Linked DNA regions of Mus musculus: regions 2, 3 and 4 are each linked to region 1. Evidence: chromatin contacts called from public promoter capture Hi-C data. All regions are on one chromosome and are shown on one strand. Each heading gives the region's core, a stretch centred on a gene start, on an enhancer-like site or on the middle of the called end of the contact. The rest is flanking DNA. Distances are from core to core; before and after follow the strand shown.

What was found. Promoter capture Hi-C pulls out the DNA fragments that hold promoters and counts their contacts.
Region 2: a contact with region 1 is called in a promoter capture Hi-C map of hippocampal neurons, with 2.8 times the contacts expected there. The contact joins the enhancer-like site here to the promoter of Ccdc84 in region 1. A contact is called at or near these places in 5 of 39 promoter capture datasets (the 3T3-L1 cell line, hippocampal neurons, liver and 2 more) and 3 of 115 datasets of contacts at active chromatin or transcription factors (T-cell acute lymphoblastic leukemia, embryonic stem cells and stem cell-derived neural progenitor cells).
Region 3: a contact with region 1 is called in a promoter capture Hi-C map of hematopoietic stem and progenitor cells, with 2.4 times the contacts expected there. The contact joins the promoter of Rnf26 here to the promoter of Ccdc84 in region 1. A contact is called at or near these places in 8 of 39 promoter capture datasets (the C10 cell line, the HPC-7 cell line, HPC-7-derived erythroid cells and 6 more), 1 of 484 Hi-C or Micro-C datasets (B cells), 8 of 115 datasets of contacts at active chromatin or transcription factors (bone marrow-derived macrophages, craniofacial prominence, embryonic stem cells and 2 more) and 4 of 9 other capture datasets (adipose tissue, embryonic stem cells, liver and 1 more).
Region 4: a promoter capture Hi-C map of liver shows a contact between it and region 1, with 3 times the contacts expected there. The contact joins the enhancer-like site here to the promoter of Ccdc84 in region 1. A contact is called at or near these places in 12 of 39 promoter capture datasets (the 3T3-L1 cell line, 3T3-L1-derived adipocytes, the HPC-7 cell line and 7 more), 1 of 484 Hi-C or Micro-C datasets (bone marrow-derived macrophages), 11 of 115 datasets of contacts at active chromatin or transcription factors (bone marrow-derived macrophages, effector CD8 T cells, embryonic basal ganglia and 7 more) and 5 of 9 other capture datasets (adipose tissue, embryonic stem cells, liver and 2 more).

The regions. Positions count from the first base shown.
Region 1 is chr9:44,416,448-44,419,490 of GRCm38.p6, forward strand. Ccdc84 (coiled-coil domain containing 84) reads right to left here and starts at 1,622. Exons shown (of 11, transcript NM_201372.4): 1 at 1,422-1,622; 2 at 1,186-1,349; 3 at 664-762. The coding sequence starts at 1,541.
Region 2 is chr9:43,983,361-43,986,403 of GRCm38.p6, forward strand. No RefSeq gene overlaps it. Among named protein-coding and RNA genes, the nearest start is that of Gm30373, 11 kb to the left of the region's middle. Within about 2 kb of position 1,456, at least 49 of the 459 cell types and tissues checked have an H3K27ac peak or open chromatin away from gene starts, as enhancers often do. A contact at or near this core is called in hippocampal neurons, where this site is marked.
Region 3 is chr9:44,111,524-44,114,566 of GRCm38.p6, forward strand. It overlaps Rnf26 (ring finger protein 26), which reads right to left and starts at 1,528. Exons shown (of 1, transcript NM_153762.3): 1 at 1-1,528. The coding sequence starts at 1,426. The coding sequence ends at 152.
Region 4 is chr9:44,706,880-44,709,922 of GRCm38.p6, forward strand. It overlaps Phldb1 (pleckstrin homology like domain, family B, member 1), which reads right to left. Exons shown (of 22, transcript NM_153537.4): 10 at 1,006-1,161. Among named protein-coding and RNA genes, the nearest start is that of Phldb1, 27 kb to the right of the region's middle. Within about 2 kb of position 1,627, at least 128 of the 459 cell types and tissues checked have an H3K27ac peak or open chromatin away from gene starts, as enhancers often do. A contact at or near this core is called in adipose tissue, embryonic forebrain, embryonic stem cells and 4 more, where this site is marked.

The sequences.
Region 1 (3,043 bases), core at 372-2,871:
TTAGTGTGCTCTGTTCACTACAGAAGTTGGAGGGTATATTGATAAAAAGTACCATGAAAACACTAGATAGCAGTAGATTATAAGGAAATCCCTGCTGGACTTTGCAATACATTTACTTATTTTTGGTGTTCTGAAACATAACCACATGTGCTGGCCTGGACCTTAACCTGGTTCAGCTGGGTACTAGAGCTATAAATGGTCACCAACACACTGGAGTTGAGTTTCCCCAATTAGTTCTTGTTTTGAGATAAGGTTCTGTCTGTAGCCTCAACTGGCTTTGGCTGCTCAAGGATCCATTCTTTGCTTCCCTAGTCCTGGGGTTACATATGTGGACCATCACACTCCCTCAGAACTCCCCAATTTAAAGAAGCTCTCGTGGGGCTGGTGAGATGGCTCACCCGACTGCTCTTCCGAAGGTCCGGAGTTCAAATCCCAGCAACCACATGTTGGCTCACAACCATCCGTAACGAGATCTGACTCCCTCTTCTGGAGTGTCTGAAGACAGCTACAGTGTACTTACATATAATAAATAAATAAATAAATAAATCTAAAAAAAAAAAAAAAAAAAAAAAAGAATGGCATAAAAAAAACCACTTTAAAAAAAAAAAAAAGAAGCTCTTGTGCCTGACAAAGACCTGGATAACTCACGAACACGTAACTCACCGTGCATAATCCTGGGGGGAGATCAGAAACTTCTCTTTCATCTGGGCATTGGCCTTGTTCTCCCACCAGAATTTGTTGGTGGCTTTCTTGTGCTCTGGGCTGAGAATGGAGAGAAAGAGTAATCGTAGCTAGTCATTAAGAGAGTAAAACTGTACCGAATGTCAGAGCACTAGGTAAGTAATGCAGATTGGCCATTGGGTTGCTTCTGTGGGCTTGGCAGAGAGAAGAGGATTGTTTATACCAACCTCTTCAAGACCTCTATCTTGGGACTCCTTTCTTCCAATAAAGTGTGTGGTGGTGGTGAGAGGAGAGCAACCTGGCTTTTCTAGAAAGATCACCCACACCACTGGGACCGTGGAAGGGCTAAGATCCACTAAACTCCACGGTTGGCCAGGTAGTTCAGTCCATAACCCAACTAAGTCACAAAGTCGACCTTCCTTCTCCCCAATTTCAACTTCCCATGCCACACGTGTGTACAACTCTCTGTCTGTACGGGGGAGGTGGGTGTTTTCCAGTTGTCACCTGGCCAGATGTTCCAGCAGACCCCCGTGTAGCACTGTCAGGTTGCCATGGCTCAGGTGTTTTCGCACTTCGCAGCCACAGCACGGGCACCAACAGCACCGATCGTGCTCGGGGACATAGCGCTCCACCTGGGCGGCGCGGACGGCCCGGCGGGCGGCCTCCACCTGCAGGACAGAAGCCAGCTAGGACCCTGAAACCAGCCCACATTCCTGGCCTCCCCAGCCCCGGGTCCGCACCTGCGGTAGAAGCCGCTCCAGAGCCCCCTTCAACTGCCGCTGGTGCTTGTGGCTGTAGACGTGACCGCGACCACAGAAGAAAGTTTGCCGACACAGAGGACATCGCTGCGGTGGCGCCATAGACCCAGGACCCGGGAACACCCACACAGCGGCGGCTCGTCACCACCCACTGACCCCTGACCCTTCCGGGCCGGACGGGGCGGGGCGACCTAGGAGCTCCCGGTTCCCCTAGAGGCAGTAGGCGCTATTGCAATCCGTTCTGCGGCTGCGCGGAATATTCACTCCGGGCCCCCACCTCCCACGCACCCGCAGAAAACCCGGCAGCTTGTGAAAGAACGAGAAAGAATGCACGCCAGTTAGGACCTCAGATCGCACACTTTCAGGCGTTGACAAAGACCCAGTTTAGCGTAACAACGCAGAACTGGTAATTTCAGGGCGCACACTGTGACCCCGTGCTTTGTGCTAATGACCTCACCGAATCCTCACGTCGATGCTTTGTGGTGTGAGATTATTGGCATTTTACACATGGGAAAAAAAAAATCTACTCCTGAAGAAATGAGGACCTCTGAGGAAAGCTAGAGAGGTGTATTAAGCAGCCCCTCCAGCTTCCCTGAGACCTGCAGGGGTCTAAGTCACTGTGATATTCTTTTTTTTTTTTTGGTTTTTCGAGGAAGGGTCCTGGAGCTCACTTTGTAGACCAGTCTGGCCTCGAAATCAGAAATCCGCCTGGCTCTGCCTCCCAAGTGCTGGGGTTAAAGGCGTGTGCCACCACTGCCCGGCAGACTGTGATATTCTTAATTTTCAAAGGTGTTCTGCACAAGAATATTCTCTGTAAGTCATTTCTCCGAGCATTGGCTGGGAAATCTAATTCTGAAAACTTGAATGGTTACAGTGAATCATGCTCTATCGCCATTACAAGAATAATGTCATACGCCGCCCAGGTCAGACCCAATATGTTTTTCCCCATTTGTTCCAAAGTTGCTCAAAGCAGTCTGCTCCCAAGGTCTCTGCAATTAAGCTTACTTGATAGTATTTTCCTGCCAGTCTCCTCTACCAAATGCTCATTTCCCACCTGAACTTGGCTTGTGTGAAACAAAACCCAGCATCTTTACAATTAAGTTCCTTGAGTGGCCAGGTTTCCAGCGCCTGCATATACAGGTAGTCAAGCCCCACCCGGCAGGAAGGAAAAAAAAATCCTGTATTAGGCTTCAAAATCCTACCAATCCCTGAGTTTGTCCCAAAAAAATCAGACTATAGAATTCCACCAATCACTGAGTTTACCCTAAAAACATGCCACAGAATTCCACCAATCACTGAGCTTGCTCCTAGAGCAGGTCACAAAATTCCACCAATCCAGGAGTTTGCCCAAGATCAGACCATAAAATCCCACCAATCAAAAACTACCCTGGAAAGTGCCCCGCCAATCCCATTCTATATTATGCTTGCCTCGTATGTGGTTCCTTGCTGCTTTTTGCCTGGGTAGAGACGATCTTTTTCTTGTATCTTTCCCAATGCATCTCTTGTGTGAGGCGGTACTTTGTAGGATCCCTAGGCTCCCGACGACTGAACTTGGATCTTCGCAACAGCAGGTGCTCTTCACCACTGAACCATCTGTCCGGCAT
Region 2 (3,043 bases), core at 206-2,705, 430 kb before region 1:
CCTCCTCCTCCTCCTCCTCCTCCTTCTCGTCACAGTGGGAAAGAATCCAGGAGTAGGATGTTTTCCAAAGCTTGTTCTTTGACAGTGCTGACTAATGGAACTTCCTGGGGTGACACCAGTGTTCTGTGTCTGTGCTGTCCCCTGGGCCCCACCATCTCTAGCCCACATGGATGCTGAGCATCTGAAGTGTGTCTATTGGGACTGAAGAACTGAATTTTCCCTCCTAATACAGTTGTAATGAACTTAGACATAAGCCTTATTACATGATGCAAATGAGCAGCTCGTGGACCAGATGCCACAGCTGTAAAAGCATCATCCACCCTGTGTACATATGCATTAATGCATGTTCATGTACATATATACATATATGTGCAAATATATACAATACATATATGTATATGTGTATATGTGCAAATATACATATATTTAGATATACATATATGTACATATATACAAAAATGTACATACACACACACATATATATATGCAGAGAGGGAAAGGAGGAGTCAGGAAGGGGTAACCTCTGGTAGGACTAGGAGAGACTCTAGGACATCCTCTTAGAAGTATTTATTGAGGGCCAAGAAGGGACAGACTTTGATAATACAGCATTTGACACACAGTAGGGAAGAAGAGCTATTAGCCAGGTGTACAGCACTGCTCATCTCAGATACTGTAAATCAGGAAAGGCTTCACAGAAGAGATGATTTCAAAGGTAAAGCATCAGATAGAAACTGTCAGAAAGGGGTTTGTGCAAAGGCCCTGAGGCACAGCAGACCCAGATGACAATTAAGTAGATAGGGAGCTCAACTCAAGCAGCCGTGCTCAACCCCTCGCAGTGGGTAGCACATGCTGGGCCCTCCCCAGAGGAGGAGGGGGACAGGCACAGTGCCAGGCAGGCCACATCTAGTTTGCTCATTCCTCTCCCATGACTCCTGATGTCTCCACCCACCCCATAAACATGATTTGGAAAATCTCTTGTCCCAGTCCCCGGCTGAGCCAGTTCCTCTGCCCTTGTGCACCCTCTCTGAGGTCAGCAAGAGCTGGGAATTGAGCCCTCGTCCCTCCAGGAGCTCCTGACTCATTCTGGAGAGAGCAGCTAAGCCTGCATTCTCAAAAACCAGTTCCAACTGGAGGGGAACAGACATGACCCCAGCTTAGGGACACAGACACCAGAGAGCAGGGTAGGGAGAGCCAGAGACAGCAGGAAAGAATTTGGCAGCGGGACAGAGGCTGATGGGAAGAGATATTTGACAGACAGCCCACACCAGTAGGAGACAGACATGCCAGGGACAAAGATGACACAAACGAGGAACAAGGACATACCAAGGCAACCAAAGACAGCACCAGGACATCCAAGTATAAAAAACAGACTGGACTGTCACCCTGGAAATGGTGGGGTAGACTCTCCCGCAGCACTGAGCTGTCACATTCACTGTCTGCAATTGCAAAGAAGACCACAAGAGGGCACCATTGCTCCAAGAAAGCTCACAAGCCTGGTGGTTCAGAATGGTCAAATCAGACTCCCTGGTTTTGGCAAGTCTGTAGGAGGCTAAGGACCAAGAACCTCCACACTCTAAGCTGGAGAGTGTCCTTTCCTTGCCCCAGGATGTCCTCAATCTAGTTCTTGGACTCCACATTACCTGTCCCTAGCCTAGCTCATTATTACCGTCTGAAGCTGGGCATACCAGGCATGGCCCCTGCGTTTGCTTGAAAGGGGGGAACAACACGCAGGTCTGGGGTCTGAGACATGCACTGAGCCTAGAGCAGGCTTTGGTTTCTTCTTGATGAATCCTTGGGTTCAAAGCATGCCCCACACAAGTCTGACCCCATGTTCAGCAGCAGTCTACAGGGCTAAAAACAATGCCACCCAGGGCTGCGTTCACAGAACCATGTGGCTTCAGGATGCAATTAGTAATGTGGTCACATCTTTGAAAGAGCTGTTAATAAGCCAATGTAAAGCAGGGGGACAAGCCCTGTGGAACTGCCCTTGTTACATCAGTGACACAGCAATATTGTTAAATACACTTTGTCATCTCTAAGACAAGCGTCTATAGCCATTACCCATTTTGCAGATGGAAAAACTTGGACAGATTCCCTCCCATGACTCTTCTCTTCCCCCTGAGCCATAGCCATGGTTACAGCTTAGCCTTAATTCCCAAATGGCCTTGAACTTCCTCCTGCCCTTTAGCCAATCCATCCACTGCCCTCTCCTGGTTCTGTTCCCGGAGTCTTAGGGATATAACCAGGGTCCTGCACATCTAGGTCGCTGCCCTACTACTGAGGTAGATCCCTGTGGTGGCTATTCTTGGTTGTCAACTTGATTACATCTGGAATTAACTAAAGCCCAAGTGGCTGGGTACATCTGTGAGGGATTTTTTCTTGATTGAATCATTAGATCATTTGAGGTCGGAAGGCCCACCCTAAGTCCAGATCATTTGAGGTCAGAAAACCCACCCTAAAATCTGGGCCACACCTTCCATTGGCAGCCTATACAAAAGGCATGGAAAAGGGACGCTTTTGCTCTTTGCCTGCCTGTTCAAACGCTCACAGGCAAGTGTTCTCCTTCACTGGTGTTAGAGTTCTTGGATATCTGTTGGTAGGCAGCCATTGTTGGACAAGCTGGACCACAGCCTCAAGGCATGCTAATAAATTCCATATAAACTAATAAATTCCATGTAATTCCATATATATGTATATGGAATATACATATATACACATATATGTATATCTAATATATCTATATATATGTATATTAGATGTATAGATAACATTATATATAATATGTTACATATTATATATCATGTAATATAGATAATATATTATATAATATATATATATGTATGTATGTAAAGAGAGAGAGAGTCCTTCTCTTCCTCTAGAGAACCCTGACTACTACAGTCCCTACCCTCTGCTGAGTTCAGTGTCTTCAGGCACCCAAAGTTCTAGGCACCCAAGACAATTTTGATCTTGTCACTAATATATGTGCAGTGTGTGGCCATGGATGGCATGACCCAATAGCCCTCAACCAGATACATCATCCTGT
Region 3 (3,043 bases), core at 278-2,777, 310 kb before region 1:
TCCAAGCTACACGTCCTGGATATATGGCTTGAGGCTTGGCAGAGTCGCCGCCTTCGGGGGCAAAGAAGACTCAGGCCAGAACCCAGAGGCAAAGTGTTGATGCTGTCCCGGTGTGTGGAGCGCAGAGGATGAGCAGGCAGGGAGGGAGTCCTCAGAGGTAGACATTGAGGGTTTGCAGGATGCTGCGGCGGCAGAGCGGGCAGTTGCGATGGTAAACAGGGTGGCGCATGAGGATCTCAGTGCAAGCCTGGCACAGGCACAGGTGCCGGCAGGGCAGAAGCAGCACCGTTTTGCTCTGGTCCTGGCAGATAACACACTTCTTCCGCTCTTCTTGCTCCTTCAACAGCTTCCATGGGTCCTGCCCAGCGGCAGGCTCGTCCTCGTTGAGTTGCTCTCGGCCTCTAGCTGGTGCAGTTCTGATGACCTCCTCTTCTGCTTCAGGAGGAGTGTCCTGTGGCTGGATCCTGGCTGAGAACACCCTCCTGGGGCCACCTTGGGGGGCTCCTGGTGCTCCTCCCCGATTTGGCCAGCTGGCCAGTTGTAGGCTGCGGCTCCAGACTCTGCGCCAAGCCTCCAGACCTAGTGGAAGGCGAGTCAGCCGTACGATATCCTCCCAAAGCCGGTGGTAAGATGGGCGGGCATGAAGCTGACTGAGAGCTTGAGTGGCCAGCCTCAGGGTTTGTTCTGGGTGCAACACAATCAAAATCACTGCCAGCACGCAAGCCAGCAACACCAATCCAGTGAGATGGAAAACCACACAGCTGGCCAGCAGGCGGGCGGCTGAGGCCAACAGCTCCAGTGCTAGCTGGCAGGGGGTCCACAGGAGAATGGCCATAGCCACTGCACTGCTGGAGATGTGAGCGAGGAAAGCAGCCACCACGTCTGTCATCCTCCAAAGAGGCCCCGTTACAGCATCCCACAGGGCCAGCACCAGGGAGAAGAAGTTCTGAGTGCTGATGAGGCAGATGTTGACTAGACTGTTGATCACATAGGCCACCAGGCTCATGGCAATAGCACATATGTCACAGGCCTGGCGCAGCAAAGCATGGCCATTGGAGACCATGTTCAGGATGCCCCGATTCAGGAATTCCCGGCTCCTCAGAGCTCCGTGGGAGGCCAAGTGCCCCAGTAGCTTTAAGCTCTCCAAGCCAGAGTAGCAGCTATAGAGGAGCGTCCCCAAGGCCTGCAGTCCCCCGAAGGTAAATCGGACCACAGCTTCAACTAAGGCCAGCAAAGAAAGCAGGAATCCTCGACCCAAGTGCAGAAGACTGGTAAGTACCGTGTGTGGCAGATTGTAGATGAAGGCCAAAAGCCAGGCCAGGGTAGCCAGGAGGGAGGACACGAGCAGGAAGTTGAGATCCAACATCAAGGTCAGCAAGTCCAGCACCAGGCCCACCCCATTCACCACCAGGTAGACAGCCTCCATGATAGGGCTGCGAAGTTCAGGACAAAAGGAAGGCTGGCTCCTCAGGGAAGGCGGTGTCAAGGTTGCCACTATTGTGGCGAGATCGGAGTGAATTTGGAAGGGATGCGAACGTCTAACCAAGGAAGAAGCAAGGGCTACAGAAGTGGGCTTCAGGGAAGACTTTTACAGAAGGGAACGGCGTCCCGGCTTGGAAGGCGGAATGTTCGGGAGCGAAGAGGTGAAACATCTCTAAAGTGACAGCGAGCCTGGACCGGAGGAAGCACCTCAGCGTTAGGAGCCTGGAGCGGTAAACACGACAGGGCCACGGGTCAGACCGGGAGGAGACCCGCAAGGATGGGACGGAGTCGGGAAGGGCCGGGTCGGGGCCGGGTGGGGGCGGCGCAGGCTGGGCGCGGGCTCGCGGTCCAGCCACGCAAGTGCCCCTGTCCCCGCCCGGCCCCTGTCCTCCCGCTCGCGGCGAGTGGCACCCAAAGGGAGAGCGGGACGGAAAGTCAGCCTCGGCAAATCCCGAGCGCGGCCTCGACTCCACTGGGCGCCGCCATCTTGTTTGCGAAGGGACGTGGCAAGCAGGGGGCGGGACTATAGCCTGTGGCCAATCAGTGAGGGGCAATGGGCAGAAATGTCGACAAACCATTGGTGGTTTTGAATGGCGCCCAAAGACAGTTTCCAATGAGAGGGGTGGAAATGTGTTTATAAAGCGCCCCCTCCTCTTTGAAGTGGTGATAGGTCCGTTAGCATGTCGGTATAATTTTCCCTCCCTGTCCCGCTCCGCCCCTTAAAGAGCCAGAGCCACACTTTAATGAGGCTGCCTTTAAGTGTTGTGGCCCCAACTCCACCTGCTCCCGATCCTGCGTGCATTCTTGGAGCTCTGGGCTAGGCTCTGAGATAGTACCTCCTCCGCGTACGCTGGGACCCCCGCCTCATCTCATTCATTCATTCATTCATTATTTATTTATTTATTTATTTATTTATTTTTGGGTTTTCGAGACAGGGTTTCTCTGTGTAGCCCTAGCTGGCCTGGAACTCACTCTGTAGACCAGGCTGGCCTCGAACTCAGAAATCCGCCTGCCTCTGCCTCCCAAAGGCATGCACCACCATGTCCGGCTCATCATTTATTTTTTATCATTTATTAAGCACTTAACATGCCTTGGAAATACAACCCTTTTTAAGATTATCGTCTTATCTCAAGCTATTCACAAAGTGAAAAAGATTGTTAAAGGAGATCTGTTGTCATTGAGAAAAGGAGCCACAGAATGAAGGAGCTCTGCTTTCTACCTTGACCCCTATCAACATGTAGGCCATCTGTAACCCATACATCAAGAGCTCCAGTGTTTTCTACTTACCCGGAGGTCTCTCGGGTGACTATCATACTTGTTAGCCTTAATTGTCAACTTGGCACAGCCTGGAATCATGTGAGAGAAACCTCAATTTAAGGGATTGCCCAGGTGGGTTTGGTCTGTAAATTTGTCTGTGAAGGATTCTTTTGTTAATTGACAGAGGAGGACCCAGCCAACTCTGGGTAGCAACATTACCTAGGCAGAGGGGTCCTGGACTGTGTAAGAAGAAAGCTTGTGGAGAGTGACCCAGGAACTGTACCAGCTAGCTAGCTAGCCTCAG
Region 4 (3,043 bases), core at 377-2,876, 290 kb after region 1:
ATATGGGTCCTTTGGAAAAGCCCCTAGTGCTCTTAACTACCGAGCCATCTCTACAGTCCCCAAGGGCACATTTTTTTTTTTAAATGGCAGAACAGCTCAGGGAAGGAAACAAAGGATCTGAATGTATGACACCCAGTGGCTCCATTTTACCATCGAACCCCAGGCTGGCCAGCAAGTCCCCATCTTCCATTTGAACCCTACGGCCCAGACTTCGCTGTCCTTATCTTCCACATACACTGAAGCCAGGAAACTGCATGTTATATGGGCCTTGGTGTTAGCCATAGACTCTGGCATCACCTAAGCCACGCCCCTAACCCTTTCCTGCTTCTCGATGCTAACACATGGCCCATCCTCTGTCACTGTCTATGCTTGGTGTGGCTGAGACTACAGCTTTAGCAAATCTGAGCTGATCAGGGACAATGCTCCATCTTCTCTCTTTGCAGATAGACCGAGTGGGACCAAAGCAGGAACCCAGGTGGATAACTTCCTAGCAAGGCTAGCCTCCAGATCTTAGGTCTCTGAGTGTATCCCAGAACCTCCAACAGCTCTAGAAGGGCATGGACAGAGATGAAGCGGAATGACAGAGATATAGCTGAATGGCAGATATGTGCTTAGCATTCAGAAGGCTCTGGGCTAGATCTCCAACACCATAAGAAGACATTCAAGGGCAGTAGCAAGGCACCTCAGCTGCAGACTCCTCCTCCACACTCTTTTCCTGGACACACTACTGAGAGCTCTCAGTGTGAGCAATTACACTTTCCCTTGAGAGACTTCGGAGAGCCAGGGTTTAGTAAAACTAACTCTCCTTGCTGAGCCATCATCATCCGCTCTTCTGCCTTTCCACATTAATTCCACACCAGCCCTATAGTTCTCATTCTTACTGACAGTCATTAAGTAACGGAGACACAAAAAGATGTCTTTTGTGTCGTTCACAGAATGTGACTCAACCCCTGGTTACTAGCCTCCATCCTGCACTCAGGCTATGCAGGAGTGAGCAGTGCGCACCTTCCTCTTGCTCACACTGCGCAGCAACTCAGCCTTGCTCCGCAGCAGCCCTTGGCCGGCCAGCTCCCGCTCCTCCTCCACGCGACTCTCACGCTCCAGCTGCTGGAACTCCAGGTCCTCAAAGAGCTTTGTCTCAGTCTCTAGAGCGTCTGCCTCCTTCAACGACAGTGACATCGTGTTTGGGTGTGGGGATGCTCTCAAAGCCACTCTGGGCCAGGAAGGCCAGGCCACAAAGTCAGGAGTTAGGTGGGGCTGGACCCGGGGAAACTGGGGAAGGAACCGGCCCCACCGCCCAACTCCCTCTACTTTTTTGGCTGAGCCCTTTTCGCGGGACATCGCGATCTGGAGCACTGATCCCACCCAACATTGCTGGTCCCCTTCCAAGCCTCTGCACCGACCCTGTTGTCCGGCAAGTACTGCAGGGGCCAGGTGGTCCTGTCCCACCGCTCTCCTATCTTCGGTCAGGGCGGTGGCCCACGGGGGCCGGGGAGGGGGCTGGTGGAACTGACCCTTCTCAGCTGCTCCTGTAACTGTTCCCGCACTGACTCGGGGCAGTTATCGAGCTGCGTCTGGAGCTCGGCGTAGAGCGCCTGGCGGGCCTCCAGGTGCCTCCGTCCCGCGGCCAGCTCCGCCCTCTCCTGGTCGGCGGGAGGGGAGGGAGGCGGGGCACAGGGGAGAGAGAACACACACTCCTCAACTCCGGCCCGGCGCGGGGGGCAGGGGCGAGCACAGGAGTACACCGGGAGTTGGGGGGCAAGCAGCGAGACGGAAGAGAGCAGGAGAAGAAACAGAGGTTTAAGACGGGACTCAGGCAGGGGACGGTGTAACAAAGGCAGAGGTGTGGGGGCAGGGTGGAAATGTTGGTCCCTTTAGAAATGTTTTGGAAGGTCCTAAGACGGGACCTTCCGGTTCCGCTTCAAACTAAAGTTAAAGCCGATGCAAGAAGGCAAGTACCAAGCCTTGAGTTCTATCACTGTTCCGAGACCAAAATTTAACCCTGGGAAAAATGGGGATGGTGGGAAGAGTTAAATATAGGACTGGGGAGTAAACGTGGAGCTAAAGTTGTTAGAGTTACAGCAGTGCAGCAAGGGGACCCCAGCCCAACCCCCATGGCCTCCCTCCCCTCCTGCCCAGGGTGGAGGTGGGGTGCCAGCAAAGCAGGCTGAACTTCAGTAGGGATGAGGGTTGCAATTAGTTCGGCCCGTTGCCATGGTAATAGGAGCCCCAGGAGTGGATACAGGGAGGAGGTGGATGGCTCTGTCTGGGGTGAGATGACACCTCTGAGGGCGGAAAGGGGGACGAGGGAGGAGTTGGTGAGTCACCCCTCTGAAGGACATGCAGAGGAGACACTGTGATTACTGATTCCAAAGCCAGAGTGGGGCCATGGGCTGGAAGCTGGGCGGGAAAGTCAAGAGAACCTTCCCAACACCACCAACAGCATCAGCACCACCACCACCACCACCACCACCACTTCACTATCACGCCTCAAACACCTGGACCGGAGGGAAGGCAAAGTCCTAGGAGCAATCTCAGCTAAGTGAGGCTAGCCAAGCTGCTTGTGGAATGCCTTTCCCCTGTGCTGCACCAGCCCAGTTCACCCACCCATCCTGGAGGGAAGGCCTTGGTCAAGCCAGTCCTGAAGTCTAGATGCTTCTGCCTTGAAATTATCCTGTGTTCTAGGTGGCCTCCAGGGTAGAGGTAGGGAAAGGAACATCTGAATTCAGGGAAGCAAGAATGGGTAGCCAGCCACTCAGAAAGGGCCTCTTCAAGCTCTCCAAGACTGTGCCCACATCTGACCTCCTTATTACTCAGCTCTGGAGGGCTAAGCAGAAGGGACAAACAGTTCACTGCACCTCCAATCCCTGCCCTTCAGTAAACAGGCAACATTATGGAGGCAAAGCCCAGACCTTTCCAGTAGGAGGCGCTGTTTGGGCAGAACATCTCCTTGGTCATGCACATCTCCCCGCAAAACACACACACACACACACACACACACACTCTTATACTCCTCCTGTCAGTGTTCCACTAAGCAAAATTT